Regions from separate parts of the Mus musculus genome. Here region 2 is linked to region 1. The links are chromatin contacts, called in public Hi-C maps. All regions are on one chromosome and are shown on one strand. Each heading gives the region's core, a stretch centred on a gene start, on an enhancer-like site or on the middle of the called end of the contact. The rest is flanking DNA. Distances are from core to core; before and after follow the strand shown.

The links. Hi-C and Micro-C count contacts between places; a contact is called where the count stands out from the background.
Region 2: a Hi-C map of uterus shows a contact between it and region 1, with 5 times the contacts expected there. The contact joins two enhancer-like sites.

Annotation. Positions count from the first base shown.
Region 1 is chr12:9,434,292-9,441,415 of GRCm38.p6, forward strand. No RefSeq gene overlaps it. Among named protein-coding and RNA genes, the nearest start is that of Gm46323, 66 kb to the left of the region's middle. Within about 2 kb of position 4,645, at least 20 of the 459 cell types and tissues checked have an H3K27ac peak or open chromatin away from gene starts, as enhancers often do. A contact at or near this core is called in uterus, where this site is marked.
Region 2 is chr12:10,511,870-10,518,993 of GRCm38.p6, forward strand. Gm38407 (predicted gene, 38407) reads left to right here. Exons shown (of 12, transcript NR_110487.1): 10 at 1,025-1,133; 11 at 2,743-2,910. Among named protein-coding and RNA genes, the nearest start is that of Gm38407, 69 kb to the left of the region's middle. Within about 2 kb of position 2,587, at least 49 of the 459 cell types and tissues checked have an H3K27ac peak or open chromatin away from gene starts, as enhancers often do. A contact at or near this core is called in uterus, where this site is marked.

The DNA of each region.
Region 1 (7,124 bases), core at 3,395-5,894:
TGCTAGGTTCCGGCATAGTCTCACAAGAGACATCTCTATCTGGGTCCTTTCAGCAAAATCTTGCTAGTGTGTGCAATGGTGTCAGCGTTTGGAAGCTGATTATGGGATGGATCCCCAGATATGGCAGTCTCTAGATGGTCCATCCTTTCATCACAGCTCCAAACTTTGTCTCTGTAACTCCTTCCATGGGTGTTTCCTTCCCAATTCTAAGGGGCAAAGTGTCCACACTTTGGTCTTCGTTCTTCTTGAGTTTCATGCATTTAGCAAATTGTATCTTATATCTTGGGTATCCTAAGTTTCTGGGCTAATATCCACTTATAAGTGAGCACATATTGTGTGAGTTCCTTTGTGATTGGGTTACCTCACTCAGGATGATGCCCTCCAGGTCCATCCATTTGCCTAGGAATTTCATAAATTCATTCGTTTTAATAGCTGAGTAGTACGCCATTGTGTAAATGTACCACATTTTCTGTATCCATTCCTCTGTTGAGGGGCATCTGGGTTCTTTCCAGCTTCTGGCTATTATAAATAAGGCTGCTATGAACATAGTGGAGCATGTGTCCTTCTTACCGGTTGGGACATCTTCTGTATATATGCCCAGGAGAGGTATTGCGGGATCCTCTGGTATTACTATATCCAATTTTCTAAGGAACCGCCAGACTGATTTCCAGAGTGGTTGTACAAGCTTGCAATCCCACCAACAATGGAGGAGTGTTCCTCTTTCCCCACATCCTCACCAGCATCTGCTGTCACCTGAGTTTTTGATCTTAGCCATTCTGACTGGTGTGAGGTGGAATCTCAGGGTTGTCTTGATTTGCATTTCCCTGATAATTAAGGATGTTGAACATTTTTTCAGGTGCTTCTCTGCCATTCGGTATTCCTCAGGTGAGAATTCTTTGTTCAGCTCTGAGCCCCATTTTTAATAGGGTTATTTGATTTTCTGGAGCCCACCTTCTTGAGTTCTTTATATATATTGGATATTAGTCCCCTATCTGATTTAGGATTGGTAAAGGTCCTTTTCCAATCTGTTGGTGGTCTTTTTGTCTTGTTGACGGTGTTTTTTGCCTTGCAGAAGCTTTGCAACTTTATGAGGTCCCATTTATCGATTCTCGATCTTACTGCCCAAGCCATTGTTGTTCTATTCAGGAACTTTTCTCCTGTACCCGTATCTTCGAGTCTTTTCCACACTTTCTCCTCTATAAGTTTCAGTGTCTCTGGTTTTATGTGGAGTTCCTTAATCCACTTAGATTTGACCTTAGTACAAGGAGATAGGAATGGATCAATTTGCATTCTTCTACATGCTAACCACCAGTTGTGCCAGTACCATTTGTTGAAAATGCTGTCTTTTTTTCCAGTGGATGGTTTTTGCTCCCTCGTCAAAGATCAAGTGACCATAGGTGTGTGGGTTCATTTCTAGGTCTTCAATTCTGTTCCATTGGTCTACTTGTCTGTCGCATGCAGTACCATGCAGTTTTTATCACAATTGCTCTGGTACAATTTAGGTCAAGCATGGTGATTCCACCAGAGGTTCTTTTATCCTTGAGAAGAGTTTTTGCTATCCTAGGTTTTTTGTTATTCCAGATGAATTTGCCGATTGTCCTTTCTAATTCGTTGAAGAATTGAGTTGGAATTTTGATGGGGATTGAATTGAATCTCTCCTTATTCTTAAACCTTAAATGTTACTAATTTGTCCCTCCAAAAAGCATCACATTAACTAAGGGATAAAAGCATAGCTCAGTGCTTAATGGGATTTGATGCTTTCATAGATGGTACAGGTTCAAATCACAGCACCTACATAGGTGCTACATAGCTCATGACTCCAGTACCAAGGATCTGATGTTCTCTTTTGACTTTTGCAGACACCAGGCATGTACATGTGGTGCATTTACATACATGCAGACCAGATACTTAGACACATAAAATAAATAAATCATTTAAAAATGCACATCAGCTTATTCCTCATGCATGTCTAATGCTGTTTCTACCCAAGTGAATTTGCTGTTCTCTAGTTAATTGCTGACATCTTTGCAAGACCATAACATTGTGGTTCAGGAAAACCATTATTGTACTTTGTGTGGTAGCAAAACTAAAACCAAGCCAATAAAAGTAACATTCAGCCTGCCATGAATGAATGAATGAATGAATGAATGAATGAATAAATTCTCATGATGTAGCCCACTATGCTCCTGTTGAAAATAATGTGGAAATTTTGTGCATTGTCGGATTTCTTAAAAATATACAAGAAGGAATTTTAACTGTGGGGATTAGAAGGTAATGAGGAGGGATATGAAAGCATATATTTCTCCTCCCATCTCCCTAGACTCATATACTATCTTCTGCCACTTTACTCCAGTCTTGGGATTTAGTTGTTTTTTACACACACCCTACTCCTGTCTCAGGACTACTGTGCATGTTTCCTCCTCTCAGTATGCATCACTAATTTCTAGACATTCTAGAAAAATTTCCAAAGTTCAACTCAAGCCTGCCTTATTCAGAGGGGCAGTGACATTTGTCATCATATCTGTGTAATTATTAGTTTAATGATTGTCAGATGCTGCAAGAGATGCTTCCAGACGGCTAGAGCCTTCTTTCTTCTTATTCTTATGATTGTGTCCCTGTGTCAAATGTAGTAATTTGTGTGTCCGGTGTGAATGGATTTGTTAATTCAACAAGGATTATGAGTGCCAGGTGTTGTGAAGCTGGAAAGTCAACTTCAAGAAATTGGTACTCTGCTGGAAGAGAGAGCAGATGATTTGAGAAGATGACTGAGCTAAGAGAAGGACCTTGGAGGGGATGACGGGGATCCAGGTAGGAGGCACCTGATAGCATCTGGGAGAGGGGTCAGGAAAGATCCAGGGTTCTGAAGAACTAGAATGATGCCAAGTGGAGAGAGGTTCAGTTCAGTGGAAGGGAAGGCCAGTGGATGGGGCATATGGAATGTAGCTGGTAGCATAGTGTAAATACAGGTAGAAATCATAGGACCATAAGTTTATAGTAGCCTCAGAGTGGAAGAGAAGAGGGCCGATGGGAAGGTGGCAACTCTGAAAACATCCCCTCCTTAAGGGCACACATTCTAGGAGATCTATAACATTCCCGAGACTCCCCATGCATCTTTCCCTTAGCCATATATGGAGTAGTGATCTAATGGTACCCATGTTCCTGCCTCCTGACCCCTTATACTAAAGCTGGAGGCATTCAATTCCCCCCGTGTTGTTTTAATAAAATTGCAAATCAGAAGTTGGTCTGTGGTGATATGAAAAGCACTCAGCAAACACGAAAGCAATCAAGTTAAGACAGTGGGTGACAGCTCAGAATTTCCTATGCATTAAAAGTTAATTTAAGGCTTCTATACAAACCTCCCCAAAGGTCCCCACAATAAATTCTCATCCTCTCGTCCACAGCCACTCCTACTTTGCTATCCAAAACTTTCCTGGACTTCAAAGTCTCCCTGAGCCCCAGAGGTGCTCTCTGGCCATTATCACAACAGCCAGTGTGGGAACAGGCAGATTTAGAGTCCCTGCTCTCCCATTTCACAACGAGACTGCCTGTCAACTTGGGTCACTGTCCCCTACATGAAGACACATTTTAAAAACACTCCAAGCCAATGACTTTGGACATTCTGGTCTCTTGTTAATATAGAGTAATAAATTTTTAAAGTCAGCAATGACAAATAACCCTTTGCAAGTTATTAATACTTTATGAAGCAGGCATCCAACTCTTGGTCTGGCTTTCCTTTGCTCCCCCTCCTGTTCTCTCTCTCTCTCTCTCTCTCTCTCTCTCTCTCTCTCTCTCTCTCTCTCCCTCTCTCTCTCTCTCTCCTGTCCTCTACTTATGCCGTCTTTTCTCAGACCCCACAGCTTTGCATTTTGTTCTGATGATTCAAATCTTGTTCCCAGTCAAGGTTTGCTCATTTACTTTGCTTTTGAACTTCCCAGTGAGAACTGGGAGTTGCAACCATTTTGATGCAACAGTTGTGGCTTTGCTTCAAGGATTTCTTTTATCATGGAGTCAGTTAAAACTTATTATTTAAAATTTTCTCTTTCTTTGGCCCAGTTTTCTTGTTTCTCTTTGAAACTTGTGTCTATAGATATTTCATACCACAACCTTTATTTAGTAGCTTCTGTCTCTTCTTTCTTTTCATTTCTCCTTCCTCTCTGGTGTCGATTTTTCTCCTTGGTAAACTTTTGAATTGTAGGGAGAAAACAAAACATTTCTGCCAATCTGTTGGAATCCCTACTCGACACCTATCACTAGAAATAGTCAGTGTGTCCAAGAAGGCTCTTCAGTGTAGCATGGCTTTTTAAAAACTCACACACACAATCCAAAACTCTTCACAGGAGCATCTACCAGTTTCCTGTGTAGAGAAGTAGTCAGTTGTATCACGTAACTAGTTTCCGCAGCTGACATGTTATTTACTCGTTGGCTGTCTTTTGTCTGAGTTCAGTGTAAGTGTAAGGTCTGTCTATGTAAGCTGCCTGTCTGCCAGTTTCCCCTTCTGAGACTTGCATCCTCCAGGGTCTAGCACTTGCTCTTTTAAGCAGGGCGTCACTAGCACTTTGCTCCAGTTTCTTATCTCTGTGTGTTTTACAGCCTTCCAGGAGAAAGGAGCCTGCTTGCTTTGACATCCCTGAAGGCAGGGCGGACAGGAGCTCCAAATGCCTAACAGATGTCTTGCTGAACCTCGGGATGATTCCATGACTGATTCGGAGCTCTAGGGAGGGTGACTTTTGCCAGGTTTCCTTTCACACTTGCAATGAGGAAATGGATGGAGCATCAGTGAAGAGGGCAGGACAATAACAATAAACAGATCCCGCTTAAAAGCGAGGCAGTAATAACAAAAACAATATCTGGTCTCCTTGACAGTCCTCTCCTTCCTGTGCCAGGTTGCAAATCACTTTCTGTTTCCTTCTCTCCTAGCTCACACACATGCAGAGAGATAAAGGAGCTGAAGATGTGACCAATGTGAATTATTGTCCTAGGAATTATTTGGATAAGAGACAGGTCTAAAGAAAGTCAGCGTCATCTCGGAGGAAGTTTTCAAGAGATGGGTGGGTGTGTTAGGCCTGGGATCTGCAAAGGAAGGACAATTTCATTTTTTATTCCATTCTAATCAAGAGCTCTTGCAGCTTTAAAATCACATCCTGATTGCAGTGGATGCCAAGGGCACATTTTCTGTGTTCAAAGCAGAGTCCATCACCTTTCCCTCCTCCTTCCCAACCTATAGACACTCATCTAATCCATTACCATGTACATTTCCTCTCTCTCTCTCTCTCTCTCTCTCTCTAAGCTTCCTTACTCTTGATATTTTTAGGCATCTTCCAAAGCTTGTTGTTAGGAAAATAAACAAAGTAGCTACCCCAACCATCCCATTTCTATTGAGAGTTGTATTAGGGATACAGAGAGCACTAGGAAATGGTGCTGTCTGCTACAAGAGGGAGGCAGTAGTACAAGCAGACACAGAGAAACGAGGTAAGTGGGGGTTCAAGGCTCTGTTGTTATGGATAAAATTAGAGAAACAAGGCTGGAGCTTATCTGCAAAGGTTTTTTAGAGGAAGAGTGCAATTGGAGCTGAACTTGCCAAAGATGGACATTAAAGTATGCAGTGTGAGAAAATGGGGCATTTAACAAAACAGTGAGGAATTCTTAGTCAAAGTATAGAGGCTCCAGGGGATGTATGCTTGAGGGAGTTAGTGGGAAGATATATATGTAGCATTTCTTGTTCTACAGGAGAGAGGGGCCTGATGATAGAGTTTTAACTAGGAGATAGTACAAGCAGGTCTCCACAATGTGTAAGGACTTGTGGAAAGGCAGGAGAACAAGGAGCCTGGTGGTCTCCAAAGGGAGACCCTGGCATAAGATCCTAGGAAGAACATGCTCAGCAAGAGTGTCAGATAGAATTGAGCAGGAGTGGGGAGCAAGTAGTTGTGATATAGTGACTGATGAAAAAAAAGCATATTAATGATGGGCCACTGACCTGCTAAACATGGAAACAAAGACCAAAAGACTGTCAGTGGTGGTCCAGGGCTTTACCAAATGAAATCCAATATGTTCTGTGTGATATGTGACACCACGAGGCTTTGGGTACATCAGGGCTGTAGAGGATAAAGCACATACTATACGAGGACTTTAATCTGTATTCCCAGCACCCAGGGAGACACTTAGCAGGTGCAGCTTTCTACCTCGAACCTCAGTGCTCAGGAGGAGGCAGGGGATGCCTAGCACAAGCTGGACTTTGTGAACATGGGGGGACCTGAGCTTGATGCTGGGTGTTTTCTTCCATCACCCACCACTTTATTTTTGGAGGTAAGGTCTCTTACTTGAATTTGTATGGGATATCATCAGAGATTTGTTTTTTGTCATTCACAGTCTTTCCTCCATTCTCACATACCGTATATGGAATATTTTACACAACTATTACGCAGTAAAGCTTTTTTTTTCAAGCCGAAGTTTTTCACTTCCTCTCAGTTTTTCTATTTTCTATTTTGAAGTAAAATGGAGAATTAGACTATTTAGGCAAACAATTTAAATGAAAGTATCTACTTTGGCTAGGATATAGGGCCACTGCTAAGTAAAATCTCATGACAATATTAACTTAAATAAGATTTACTAATTGAGTAAAGAAAAACACATATAAAAATTTATACCCCAAAATGTCATATCCATCAATAAATTGTGGTTGTGTTTGGCACATCTCAAAGAGACCAGCAGATTGTAAAGATATATTGATAAGATTCTATAAGCTTATATCCTGCTATTAATTTTTATTCCAATTTTTATTGGTTTTAATGGGAATTATGATTTTTAAAAGAAGAATATAACTCCATAAAACTTTTAAGTGAATTTGGTTTTAGGTTCTATCATGAGGAATGTGAGGTACAAGTGGAGAAAATTTCCCTTGGACATATTTATAGAACATATGTATTTATTTACTGAATAAAAAGACCATGGATATGAAACACAACATAGAGGCTTGCATCATTCCTCAATGTGATTACCATTTAGGGAATTTATGTGATAATTGTCTTTGATTGATGAGGAGTATATATATATTTTTAAATCTTGTTAAAGAATTGTTCTTTATCTACACAGTCCTTAACGATTGGTTATCATTGCAATGGCCAATT
Region 2 (7,124 bases), core at 1,337-3,836, 1.1 Mb after region 1:
AAATAAATTTAAAATAATTTTAAACTAAATTAAATAAAAGATTTTTAGGTGATTTGTATGCATGCAACACTCTGTAAGTATTGCTTTAAAGTACAATGCTCTCAAGAGAAGACCACAAATTTAACACCTTAGAACAATGAATGAAAATATAGAAGACATGAGCTTTGAATTTAGGAAAAAATTTTGTTCAATTTTGGCTACATGTTTTAGAATGAGTTACTTAGCAACTTTACTATATGTTAAAATTAATCAATTTCTGAAATATACCAAGTGCCTAATTCATTATTTCCACATGATCCTGGAGAAACTAAGTCAATGAGGTCTTGGATAACATGGTATATACAATATTTAATGATTAATAACTAATAGAAATTATAATGAACAAGTATTTGGTGTGTTAAGCTAAGATTATAGAGTTAATTTGTCATGGCACCATAACCAGCCTATGGTATAAAATGTGGTAGCAAAATTTGGTGTCATTCCCCAAAAGACACACAAGTATCATTTGTTCACATGTGAAAAACTGTTTGAGAGAGGTTCCTGACAATGCCAAGGTTGGAGGTAAGGAAGGAGTCACTGATAAAACAACCACTCAGAGAGGAGAAAAAGACTATGGATTTAATGAAATTCTGGTTCTAAGACTCAGTGTGAGGCATGAAGGTGTTGACAGTTTCCACACTTGGCAAAGTGCTATGTGAAAGCATTAAGCTTAGGAAAGAACCAACTGGTTTAAGTGCAGAAATAGTGGGGCAGTGTCTCAGAAAGCAATGGAGTACCCAAACATGACGTATAAAAATGAAGACTCACTCAGACAACAGATCCAGAGGCCAAACAAAATAAACACTAAGGACCTCCCCTAAGAGAGTAGAGTCAGGATCTAATCAAGGAAGAATCTCTTTTACCAAAAACATCCCAGGTGGATTATAGTCATATCTTCTCATCGTCTAATGAGTATCCTCACTTTTGCTCCAGTACAACGGTATTGATAACAATTATTGCCCTATCTGATTGCTACACCACACAGGAATTCTTGAAAGAAACATTCTTCAAACCTGGTGAAGAAAGTGACATGCATGTGTGATATTTCAGATGGTAGCCTTCATGAGATAAAGAGTAAGACGATATGCCAGAGGGTAAGTCTGTTTTGAGTGGGGAAAAAAAAATGAAGCAATCATTTGCAGACCAGAAGGAAGGACTTTGTCAGCGCTCTCAGTTTCGCAAAAATTTGATTGCTTTTCCCTTGCAAGTGCAAGGGGAATTGCATCTGTCTTCTTGAAATGGGAGAGCCATCTGATTATAAATATGAGAACAAACAACAAGTGTTGTCTTTTTAATTATTTTTTTAGAACAATGAAAAGCTGAGGTGAAATTATCTCGTCTCTCTTCATTTCTTTTTGGCCACAAAGATCAAAGGACAGAAATTGCATTTGTCTGGGTCCTGGCCACGGCTAGGGGATCCTCTCATTTGTGTTGAATATGCCATATGAAAATTAAATTGCACCTTTTTAATTCAAGTCTCATATTAATGACTAGTTTGCTATTATGGCTTAGTTCAAAACTGTTTTCATAAACGGGATAACCAGGCCTCGGGATTTTACAAAATATGATTATTTATCCTGCTCAGACTAAACAGTCAAAGTTCCTAATGAGTTAAAACTCTTCTTGTACAATCTCTGCATTTTTTTACAAGTTTCTTGAGGCTCCACCAATAACAGGGATTGTCATCATGAAGGATGGCCCATCCTTCCCTGCCATTTTCAGTTTAACAAATCCAATCTGTCGGGCTAATTTTAAATCAGGAGATGCTACAAGATGAGTCATGGCTTTGTAATTGGGAAATATAACCAGGATTTGCCAAAGCCAAGGAAACCGGGCTGACAGAAACATAATTCTTTGGCGGCAACAAAGCAAATACCAGTCTGGTCAGAGTAGACAACAAAGAATACAGTATCCCTACTCCCTAGCAACACAAACAACATGGAGGGTGTTGGGGGGGGGGGTCGCAGATCACAGGATCTCAGAACAGGAGCTGGACCTGATCTCAGAATGGGTGTCGTGGCATTTGCAACGAAGGGAAGGCTTTAAAACTATAGGAGCCTGATACAGCTCCATTGGCCCATTTGTTTGTACAACCACTTAGCACAATTTTATTACAAAGAATGTTTTTAGCATGAACATCAACTGTTGGGAAAACATGGTGTAAAGCAGTAAAGATTTATTTCTCTGACCACTGGATTAATTTGCAACCAAAATAAAGAACTTCAGGCAACGGACTTCCCAATTATTTACTCAAAACCGTAAGTTTCTCCAAATCCACTTTCAAAATGTACACAGCTTAGAAATTCTGAAAGTGAATCCACGATTCTATTGAAGGAAAACTGGGGTGGGGGTAGGGGTGGGGAACGTAATCGGCTCTATTCATTTTAAATGTTTTAGCAAAGGCTGGGACTTGCCTGACCCAGTTACCATGTAGCTGGCAGTAGTCCCAACGAAATTGTGGTGCCTTTACCCACAGAGCCTGGGTTTCACGGCCACAGTTTATGAGTAAGCTGGAGAGTGGAGTTCGCTCTATCTACGTCAGTGGATTACTAGAGACATGGGGCAGCTGCAAGCCTGTTCCCCGTGGGTTTGTACCACATAGTGGCCCATCCCTTCTTAGTCTGGGACCTCATCCTACAAAAACAGATTGCTTAGTGCAGTCACATGCTTGTCCGATGAAATCATTCCTGCTTTCTTCTGCAGGTTCTCAATAGCCCTTCACAGATCAGACTCACGGAACACCTGCCAGGGCTCTGTCTCTACTCTAGCTAATGCAGGAGGGCGTCAGCTTACTGCTCTGTGTAGCAACTGGAGAGAAAAATTGCGATTAGATGTACATGCAACCAGCAGTGACCACTAATCTAAAACAAGGTAACTCTGAGTGAGCTGCTAGTATAAGGCATGTTTCTGTGTCAACAGCCTGCTGTTGTATGTGTGGTTTCATATGCATGCAGCTTTTGCACATGGGAGTTCATTCCCCATTCTCCTGGGTATTAAAACCTCACCTGTCATTTATTGTCTCAAGTCAATGTCATGGCCTTCATGACAGTTTCCTTTAGCTATCTAGAGGGAGTTATCTGGTCTTCCGTCTGAATTTTCTGTCTTGACTCACACGTATCTCTGCTTATCTTCACTAGAATGCAAGCTACTTTGGAGGCTAGGAACCTAGGACCATATCATTTTCTGATATGTTATTACTCAGAGAACTTTTAATGACTAGTCATTGATTTTAGTAAGATATGGAGGAAATAGTATTTTCATTAGGAAGATACTTGGAGACAGAAAGGGTTCAGTCTTTTGGATGACTTAGAATTTCAAGTCTGGAGAGCTAAGATGAAAGTCATTATAGTAGCAAGGGAGTTTCGAGGTAGAGTGGGGAACCTGTTCATTGAGATGGAATATGAATGGAAAGCCTGTGTATGAGCAAGAAGAGGAGAGTCTGGGATCTGAGTCTGGTGGGGACTTCAGAGAAATCCAAAGCAACAGAGACAAAGCAACCACCAAGTCTTTGACCTTTGAAAAATCAGAGGACTTGAGAGACTTAGTGTTCTGCAAGACCCAGTGTTCACTATCTGATTTATCAGTCTTCTTGACTCTGCAGCAAAACAGAATCCCTTTTCTCAACAGATTGTCAAGTTTTTGTTCACTGATAACCCATGTGAAAGTATTCTCTTGAAGTAACCAAGCTTATGAGTTTCTGACATGGAATCCTGGAATACAACATGTGGTCATCTCAGGGGCTATTGCCCTATCCTTTTCTCCAGGAGCTGTCCCCTCTCCTGCTGACACCCAAAGTGAGATTTATAGGTCATTACTCTGCTCTAACAGGTCACTGCCATCTGGTCCACTACCACACAATATCTTCCCATAGGCTCTACTCGTTCCTAGTTCACACTGTTTATTCAAGTAATTTAACCATTAAATATCTCAATTAGTCTTTTGTTGGATTAAGAAATGTCAGTAGAGTTCTTAAATGCTCAACTCATTCAATTCGAAGTTTTATGTATCCATAGAGTTTGGTTACCATGGCTATTTCAATATACAATAGAAAAGTAGATAAAAATTATGTGAATGATAGATAGTCATATAGATAGTATCTTAGTTTGACTTTTATTGCTGTGGTGAAACACTATGACCATAGCAACTCTTATAAAGGAAAACATTTAATTAAGCTGGGTTACACTTTCAGAGGTTAAGTCCACTATTGTCATGGCAGGAAGCATGACATAATCCTGGAGCAGGAGCTGAGAGTTCTACATCTTGTTCCACACACAAGAGAAGGAAACTGTGCCACAGTGGGTGTAACTTGAGCATAGGAGACCTCAAAGACCACAACCACAGTGACCACACTTCCTCCAACAAGGCTATACCTATTTCAACAAGACCACATCTCCTAATAGTGCTTTCTACTCCCTGTGGGCCATTCATTGAAACAGATGAATGAGTCTATGGGGGTCATATCTCTTCAAACAACCACAACAATAAATGTATAAATGAAAGATTCTTTTCCCTTTCTTCACCATTCTTTCCTTTGCCCTACATTGGCAATTTCAATTTATTGATTGCCAACCCTTTGTGAGGGTTAAAGGACCTTTACATGGGGGTTGCTTAAGACCATCAGAAAACACAGTGTTCACATTTTGATTCATAATAGTAGCAGAATTAAGTTACGACGTAGAAATGAAAATAATTTTATGATTGGGGGGTCACCACTACATGAAGATCTGTATTAAAGGGGTACAGCATTAGAAAAGTTGAGAACCACTGTCCTAGATGGTCTTGAAATCTGAGTCATGTCAAAAGAATATTTACTAAGAATATGTAGTATTTTTTCAGAAAATATATTTAGTCATAGACCTGGGATCTCTCTCTCTCGTAATTTATACAATTTTATTCAAAAGTGTTGATTGGCAGCCCATTTTATGTCTGAAGCTTTAAAAATAAAATAAGAACATTTTAATAATTTATAAATAGTATCACCAATGAGTGTCTTGTCTCTTGCTAATATGGACATTTTCTCAGCTTGTAGTAATATAGTTTCACATGAGTTCTGTCACCATCGTGATCTTTAACTCTGAACAGGATTTTAGTAGAGCTCCACATGGATATCCCACTGTCTCATTCTATTACTATGGAGTTGGGCACATGATCTATGTGAAAGCCAACTGCTAAAGTAGGTGTGGGACCAAAACAGTCTAAGCAGAATCCTCCTATGAGATGTAGTATATTTTAAAAAATAATTTCTATTACTTCATTGTAAAAAACACACAGCTTTTTAAAATATATCTGAGTACCCTCCAATTTTTTTCATTCATTTATGAGTATATTTTTACTTTTAATATTTTATACCATTTTAAATTCTACCCTGTGTCAAAGATAGAATCCATCTGTTCATGACACTATTAAACTCTTGCAAACTGATTCTATTATTCAAAATTATTTCACATATGTTACAGAAACACAATTAAAACAGTGTGTTTTGAAGAGTTAAAAAGAGAGATATAACTGAACGATTATGTCTTAGGTTTCAGAATCAATGGAGTTTAATGTATAAAAGGTGTGGGGTAAAATAAAGGGAAGAAGTAAAAACCAGAGTTTGTGAATGAGCTGTGTATCTGAAAGCTGAAAATGGAGTTAGAAGAGGAAAGAGAAAGACAGCATATATAGGATAAGCAACAGGTTCCAGTGAACCTTTGGAGGACTGGATGAGTTTAGCAGGAGCTCTGTAGTAACAGCACCAAGGAGAGTCGAACCTAGTTGTACTCAGCCTTGAGAGCACCCCAGAGAGGATTTGGCCTTCATCAGAAGGCTGCAATGGATTCTGGGATGTGATGGTTTTAATAGGAATGACCCCCATACACTAATGTGTTTGAATGTTTGGCTATAGGGAGTGACATTATTAGGAGGTATGGCCTTCTTGGAATAGGTGTGACCTTGTTGGAGGAAGTGTGTCACTGTGGAGACAGGCTTTGAGATCTTATATGCTCAGGCCATGCCCAGTGTGGCACGCAGTCTCCTTCTGCTCCCTGTGTGAATCAAGATGTAAAACTTCCAGCTCTTTATCTCCTTGCACGCCACCATGTTGTTTCTGGCCATGGCTATAAAGGACTAAACCTTTGAAACTGTAAGCCAGCCCAGATTAAATGTTGTCCTTTATAAGATTTTCTGTGGTTATGGTGTCTCTTCACAGCAATAAAACCCTAATGAAGACATGAGAGTTCCATGCTCAGGATGATGCCAGCTAACTTCAATTCTTTTTAAGGGTGACCTGAATGACATATCTACATGTTTCCCATAGTAATTAAAGAAAAGGTCCAGAAATTTATTGAAGAAGCAAGCCTGAGGAAAAAAGCTCAGTTGAAAACGGACTTGTTTTGCAAGCAAGAGGACTCAGGTGCTATCTTCAGAATCCAGGTTTAAAAACAAACAAGTTTGGTGGGACACACTTGTAATCCCAGTGCCAAGGGAGAAGGGATGGGTAGATGCCCGGGGACTGCTGGCCAGCAAACACAGCCTATATAACGAGTTCCAAGACAGGTGCCACATCTAAACCTGTCCTCTAGGTTTCTCATATACCTACATACTTAAAAATACTAATGGATTTGTACACAGACAAAAAGTGTTCCCCTTCACCCTCATCTGCCCCACCCTCCGCACACATACGAAAACCCTCAAATGTCGAGCTCAGTGACATATCTGAAACTGCAGCCACTGAACTTTATATTCTATTCTTTTCATAAGATCTGTTACCTCTCTGTCCATGCCATCCATTGTGTATTGAAAAGTTAAAGCTCCCTCCTAGGAAGGCTCAAGATTCCCAAATCTTAGACCTGCTCTGGAAAGCCAAAGGAAAAATAGTCTAGCCAAAGCAGTAGGAACCACGCAAAGTTTCCCTCAGCCAGAAGGTGACATGCGAGCATTTTAAAAATACATCATTCTTCAGTCTGATGTCACCATAAATCTTAAAATGTTGTCTAGATGGAAACATCCTATCCAAAACCATAAAACAGTGGCAAACAACTTAATACTCTTCTTTTTAAAGGCCCCATAGGCACATCCTTCCTAATATAAGGTCTCCCATCCAA